Regions from separate parts of the Mus musculus genome. Here region 1 is linked to region 2. Evidence: chromatin contacts called from public Hi-C data. All regions are on one chromosome and are shown on one strand. The core of a region is the stretch at or near the end of the contact, and the rest is flanking DNA. Distances in the headings are between cores, read along the strand shown.

What was found. Hi-C and Micro-C count contacts between places; a contact is called where the count stands out from the background.
Region 1: a contact with region 2 is called in a Hi-C map of bone marrow-derived macrophages, with 29 read pairs. The contact joins two enhancer-like sites. A contact is called at or near these places in 1 of 15 datasets of contacts at CTCF or cohesin (CD8 T cells), 1 of 484 Hi-C or Micro-C datasets (bone marrow-derived macrophages) and 1 of 115 datasets of contacts at active chromatin or transcription factors (CD8 T cells).

What each region holds. Positions count from the first base shown.
Region 1 is chr10:20,880,559-20,884,253 of GRCm38.p6, forward strand. No RefSeq gene overlaps it. Among named protein-coding and RNA genes, the nearest start is that of Gm33510, 44 kb to the left of the region's middle. Within about 2 kb of position 2,248, at least 90 of the 459 cell types and tissues checked have an H3K27ac peak or open chromatin away from gene starts, as enhancers often do. A contact at or near this core is called in bone marrow-derived macrophages, where this site is marked.
Region 2 is chr10:20,768,863-20,772,426 of GRCm38.p6, forward strand. No RefSeq gene overlaps it. Among named protein-coding and RNA genes, the nearest start is that of Gm33510, 68 kb to the right of the region's middle. Within about 2 kb of position 1,814, at least 18 of the 459 cell types and tissues checked have an H3K27ac peak or open chromatin away from gene starts, as enhancers often do. A contact at or near this core is called in bone marrow-derived macrophages, where this site is marked.

The sequences.
Region 1 (3,695 bases), core at 998-3,497, 110 kb after region 2:
GAGAGCAGACAGAGTCACTTGGCCAAATTTTTGTATTAACTTCATGCCTGCATCTCCTCCCTATTCCTTCACTGAGCACCATCTACCCATAAATAGTGTGATTATACACACACTAGTATAGACCTACTAAGTGATATTAAATATTTCACTTTATCTATTCTTAAAACTTTAATTCTAAATTGTTACTCTCTCTGTAAAACTATAGATAATTCTATAGACACTGGAGTCTTTCCACTCTGTCCTTAAAAGGGTAGAGAAATGGTAACCCTTGTACTTTAGTTCAGTTAGAGGCCCACACACAGTAGGAAATCGTCCATAGAAAGAGCACAGGCCACCTTAGAGCTGCAGAGGAAGGTGTGCAATCAAATCAGCCTGTTCCTTGCATCTGCAGTACTGTGTTGGTTCAGATTCTTACAGAAGGCAAGAAAAACAGAGATGTGAGGGGGGCATAAAGAGGGAATTGTGGGAAGGTCAGGAGGCCAGGGGCAGGAAAATTTGCAAGGACCTCTACGGCATGTTGCAGGCTGTTGTACTTTACTCAGAACTAAACAAAATTGTCTGCATTTGGTAATTACAAGAGTGTATTCTGGTTAATTAAAAACAGTTTATCATATTAGTAGTTAATAATATCTGACAATGGGACACAAATTTCCTTTTATTATTATTATGAATTCAAAATTAACATTAATGCTTGGGGAAAGCCTTAGAAAGCAACAACTCTGAGTCCCTGGGACCTTTCACCCAATGATGGTTTTAACATTGCTTTGAGCAGTTTCATCTCATAAATAAATTTATTACTAGAAATTGAACTCATTATCAACTTTCCACTCTCACTCCCTAGACACACACACACACACACACACACACACACACACACACACACACACACGAGACCGGAGCTCTATTTTGTAGCCCAGGCTGTCCTGGAACTCATTACATAGTTCAGGCTGGCTAACTAAAAAGGTTTTTGTTTTTTTTTTTCTTATTTTCATATAGGCTTTAGGAAGGTATTGCTATAAACAAAAACACCACACACACACACACACACACACACACACACACACCAAGAACAGTAATCTGTCAATAGAATTAAGTAAGTTAGGAACCTCAAAACTTGAGTTAAGGAATTTTGTGTTAGCCATTAGTATTATTTAACCTCAGCCTTCTAATGATAAAAGGGATGATGTAAATATACTCTATTATTTAAAAAACCCTGTGGCATATGCATCCTAAGAAATAATACAGATAAGCTGTTTACCTGTCATTGGTTCACAATTCCATGACCTACATCAACAGACCTTACTCACAATAACAAATAAAAATGGTTTTTGTTGTTATTTTTAAAAGTCTTACTAGGTAGCCCTGGCTGGCCTGGAACCCTCTGGGTAGCCCAAGCTAGACTCAAATTCATAGAGACTTACTTATCTCTGCTTTCTGAGTGCTAGAATTAAAGATGTATACCACCAAGTCTGACCTGTTGGTGCCAAAGCTATCATTTCATAATTACATCTGTTTTCTGTAAACCAGTAAACATATAGATTGTGTGTGTGTGTGTGTGTGTGTGTGTGTGTGTGTGTGTGTGCATGGCTCACTAGATGTGTACATATGTGTGTAGGGTGCACATGTGCAGACAGCAGAGGACAACCTCTCAAGTCCTTTCTTGGGCATCTTCCAGCTTTTGGGTTTCAGACAGGGATCTCCCTGGCCTAGGGCTTCTTCACGTAGCCTAGGCAAGCTGGCCAATATGCTACAGGAGTCCCCTGCCTGTCTCCTTCTCTCCATCCTGGAACTGCAAGCATGTGACAATATTTCTAGTCTCTTCACATAGCTTCTGGGAATCAAACTGAGCAGTTTCTGCTTATGAGGAAGGAGGTTTATTGATGAAACATCCCACTGACCCTGAACTTCATTATAAAATTGAGAACCAAGGCAATCACACAGGGCTGGCTGACCAGCAAAGGGAGAAGAACCTAATTTGAACTAACCTGTTAATGGTTTCATTATTTTCCCTTAGTGGAGCATGGACGCCATTCATAACCAGCTTAAGGGAGCATTCACTTTGTCATAATAGCAACTAGAGAAAGTATCCTATACACAATATCACAAACTAAAGATCAAAAACCACGCAGACAGATCCTGGCCACTACTGCGAACCTGAAAATGTCGTTTCATCCTCACAGGGTTCCAGACAATACACAGTTCTAAAGCAAAGAGCCCACAAAAACCACAGTAGGGAAATAAAGACAGATAGCAGTTGCATCATGGTGCCGGAAGCCAGCGTTCAAGAAACTGAAGCACAACACAGTGCTTAGATCCTACCCGTCAGCCCAGTTTCTCTGGGCTACTTCCCGGTCGGTTAACCTGGAAGATTCTTATGTTCAATTCCTTTCCCATTTGGACTCCATCCTGCTTCTCTAAATTAAAGATGGAGAAGAGACATTAATTTCAGTCGTGTTATCAACTTCCTAATCCAAATTTAAAATTCACAGTCATTCAAAGTAAATACACACAGCATGTCGCAAAAGGACTTTGTTCAAAGACACCTCAAGAAAGTATGTTAGCTATGACTGGCACACGGACACCCCCTAACCAGGAGGAGCTGGAGATAAACACAGGCGTGGAGTTTATACCAGCCAAACAGGAAAGCCTCAGAGATTTTTTTTATACTGTGTCTTCCATGGAAGGTGGAACTTCCTTTCTTGTTTAAGTTCAGACTTCATCAGAAAAGCAAAGCTAGAAGCTCTTAGAGCCAATGTCTTAGAGCCAATATGATGGTTTGATGGAAAGGGTGAATCAGTCTGCCTGAAAATGTCCTTTATGGTCTTACATAATTATGAACTCTTATTAATAAGATGGCTTTAGCTCCCTCCATAAATCTCAGCATATAGTATCATAACCAACATTAAAAAGTTGTAGCTCTGTAGGCACTTACAGAACATAATAAAACATACCTTCGATAGGTACGTTCAAGTGCATTTGTAGCATTAAGGAATATTTCTCATTGAAAAGAGCAGAGAAGAGAATCGGAAAGAACTTTATTTCACAAATATTTCTGTGAATATTAATTGAGATAAATCCCTAGGACCATCACAAAATCATGTTTTATATAGGAAGGGCGCGATTATGACTAAGAACTTTGACATAAGGTTACCAAGGAAGATCCAGCACAAGAAGACCTTGTCCAGGAACCCAACCCTCAGATGAAGTAGTTTTAGGGAGTGGTGCTGTTAGGAGGTGTGTCCTTATTAGAGGAGGCGTGGCCTTGTTGGAGTGGGTGTGGCTTTGTTGGAGGAAGTGTTGGAAAGGAAGTAGTTTTATCTAACCGTATGTCACAATTCTCATTCTCTCAGTGGCCTGATATTTTTCTGATGAAGTTTACATTAAAGTGAAGCCCATCTTACATGTATGACGTGTCTCTTAGTTTTGATTTACTGCTGTGAACAGACACCATGACCAAGGCAGTTCTTATAGAGGACAACATTTAATTGGAGCTGGTTTACAGGTTCAGAGGTTCAGTTCATTATCATCAAGGTGGGAGCATGGCAGTGTCCAGACAGGCATGGTGCAGGCAAAACTGAGAGTTCTACACCTTCATCTGAAGGCCGCTAGGACACTGCCTCCCACATGGTTAGGAGGGTCTCATTGCCCAGTCCCACAGTGACACACTTCCTCCAACAAGGCCACACCTCCTATTA
Region 2 (3,564 bases), core at 564-3,063:
TGTTATCTGAGAGATAACACCATAATTTAAATTTAAATTAGTTTGCTCTAAATGATTAGTAACCCATGCCCTATGCCTGCATGGCAAAGAATGTAACAACTGGGCTGTCTCCTGCCTTCTCTTGATTTTTTTTCTTCATGGCATTCACCATTCTCAATTAGATCATTATTCAGATAATCATCCACGTAACAAGACACTTTAAATTTTATTAGGGAGGGGCTACATCCATCTTCTCACAACTGTATGCCAGGGATCTACAGAGGCAGGCAATTAATGATTATTTGTTAGATTAATGAGCAAATGAAAGAGAAACGTGTGCAGATTTCCAGCTCAGCGGGGCTATAACAAAGGCTCTACCTCCGAGGCAGGTCATGTTGTAGGAGTGGCTTTCAAAAGAAAACAAAAGAAGTCCCCAGGAAGGATAAAAACAGACAAACAACCAAACACCAAACAAACAACAACAACACACACACACACACAAAAAAAAAACAAGAAAACACCTGGGGCTCTTTGGGAGATGGATGGCCCAGCCAATTTCCTAATGAAAATTCTCAACTTAGTAAATTCAAAACAGAAATGTCAAATAGTTTTCACAGGCAAATAACTACGTGATTTAAAGTAGTATCTGGCCAGGAGGCATCAGTGAAAAAGTATCTGCTAGGTGCTATCAGGACTAGCTACAGGTATACAAATATTCTAGACAAACACACAAATGGAGAATTTTTAAAACCTCAATTTAAGAAGGAGGAACAAAACGAGAAGTGAGAACGTGTGTGCTATGAAGTCATAAAATTGTGACTCACTAGAGCGATAACACCATAATTTAAATTTAAATTAGTTTGCTCTAAATGATTAGTAAACTTGTGGTCTATATCACTGAGGGAGTTTTCTGAATGAACAGAATCTAATCATGCCAGCTTCTCTGTGTGGCTGGCTGGCCTGAACATCAGCGCAGCCCTGCGGTCATAAAAAGATGGACTGGTGGCTGTTTTGTGGCTTTCATAACACTTTGTTATACATTTTATTTTCATTTTTAAATTTTCTATTGTGTTTGCTTTGATCTTAAGAAATGTTTCTGTTTTATTTTTCTCTGTTGCTGTTAGCATAAAGCACCACCATTTCTATTTGTTGCCTCAGGAGTGACTTAATTCACTGGTTGAATAAGAATGGCAGACATTAAGCACACATTATGAGCACTATTAGAGGTTCTGAGTGTTGACAGCACGCACAGCCCCTTGGAGACCAGTGAACACGGATTATAGCCTAGGGAAATAACACATGAGAATGAATTCTAGCCTGCTTCCTGGTGTCACACAGAAAACCAACCAAGAAGGAATTTACTAGACATAAGCTGCCCAACTGGTGGGGACTGGTGTTAGCTAGTTCCTCAGCACTATTCAGAGGTGATTTCCTCCCCCCCCCTTCCCCTCCTCCTACCCTTTTCCTCTGTCTCCTCCTCCCCTTCACCCTCCTCCTCTTTCTCCTCCTCTCCCTCCTCCTCTTCCCCCCTCCCCTTCCTCTTCCTCCTCCTCTTCCTCCTTGTTAAAGTTTAATTTATTCCAATGGATCAGTGGTTCTCAACCTTCCTAATTAATTAATTGAAGGCTGTGAGCCTTCAATACAGTTCCTCATGTTGTGGTGACCCCCCCAACCACAAAATGATTTTCATTGCTGCTTCATAACTGTGATCTTGCTACTGTTATGAATCATTATGTAAATATCTGTGTTTTCTGATGGTCTTAGGTGACCACTAGGAAAATGTCACCTGACACCAAGGGTCGAAGCTCACAGGTTGGTAACTATTGCATTAGACAAAGAACTTTAAGCAGCCAAAGTGCTTGCTTGAAACCAAAGGGAATGAGAGGTCAAAGGAAGAAGGAAGTTACAAATATTAGCAGAAATCATGTGACCAAGTACAGAAATAAGCACTAACTTATTTGAGCATTTCTTTGCTTTTATATGTGTATAGGCATTTAACTAACCATCTTTGGTTTGTTACTAAGCACGATAACATAATAATTTAGATAATGTTCCAATTTTAAGTTATGGTTTGTCAAAGGAAGAGTGTGATTCAGATAGAGAAAAAGAAATATTAATTAAATTTGAATAATTTTTTAACTTTGGGAAAAGTTTCAATACAGTTTTTAGTTATAATCTGATATTTGTACCATATAAATAATTTTACTATTGCTTTTTAAAGCAGTTTATTTCTGTCTTATGTGCATTGGTATTTTGCCTATATGTGTGTCTGTAAGAGAGTGCTGGATCCCCTGGATCCCCTGGAGAGTTGTGAGCCCTCATGTGGGTGCTGGGAAATGAACCTGGGTCCTCTGGAAGAGCAACCAATACCCTTAACCACTGAGCCATCTCTCCAGCTTGTTACTATTGCTTTTTGATAACAAATGTGGTTAGAGTGAGGTATACATGGAAGCTCCACCACATTATAAAGGAGTAGACTCTGGTACCTGTTCTGGACCACATTAGTTAAACTGTGATGCTTCTCAGAATCACTTAACCACGTGGTCTCAGCTTAAGAATGGCTTCAGTAGAAACCTGTGTGGGATTGGGAAAGTAGATGTGAACTCACAACCCCACTTTACCGTGGTTGGTATGGTTCCAGGCACTGCTGTAGAACATGCTTGTCTTTCCTGATCAGCTGGTAACCTAGTTGATATTGTGGAGAAACAGCTGGGCTTGCAGAAATATCCTTTTAGATCTTTCCGATTCCAGGCCCAGTCATGAGTAGCTTCAGGGGCCAGCTATCACCGCTGCTTGCGATTCATTTCTATTGTTAACAGCAACAGGCAAGACAAACAGGTTATCCGTGTTTGTGCGTGTGGGCTCTGGATCTTCCCTCAGGGATTTTAATTTTTCCTCATAGGCTCCCTTAATATGATAATTTTGTGCTTTTACTTCCTTGGTAACTTTGTGTCTAATTTGCCAATATACCTTTTATAGACTTTTCTTAAAATCAAATCCTTAAAATAAATCCCCCATTACATACCCCTCAGACACGATCTGCTCCAGCCTAGCTGGTGTGGTCTTTCTGTTTACCCTCTGGGTTTTATTGAGTCTCTTAAATCTGCTTAGAAATGTGTGATTGGTGACTGAGATCTCAGTATAATTTTTCAGCTTGATCTTCTTTCTATCCTTTAGTTTGTATAATTTCGGCTGTTTTCTCTTCAGTTTACTGATAATTTGTTCAGTTTCTAACCTGCTGATAAGCTCAGTTTTGTTTTTGCTTTTTTAATTTCTAAACTTTGCTGTTGCATTCATGGTCTCTCACATTTCCTTTTTGTAGTTTCAGTTTCTTGGTTGAGATTTCTTAATTTTTCTTCTCTGTTTCTTTGAAATCGAAACTCGCCAATACAATAGACCCTTTGAAGTTATAAGCAAATTATTTCATAATCTGCGTCATTTCTGAGTCTGTTCTTATTGAGTGAACTTCTGTTCAGGTTGTGGATCACAGTGTTCCACCTCTTGGGGTCAAGGGGAAAGTGTTCCCCAGAGGCTTAGCAGAACAGATAGTTAACTGACAGCTTAATGGGAATAGAGCACGTTAGT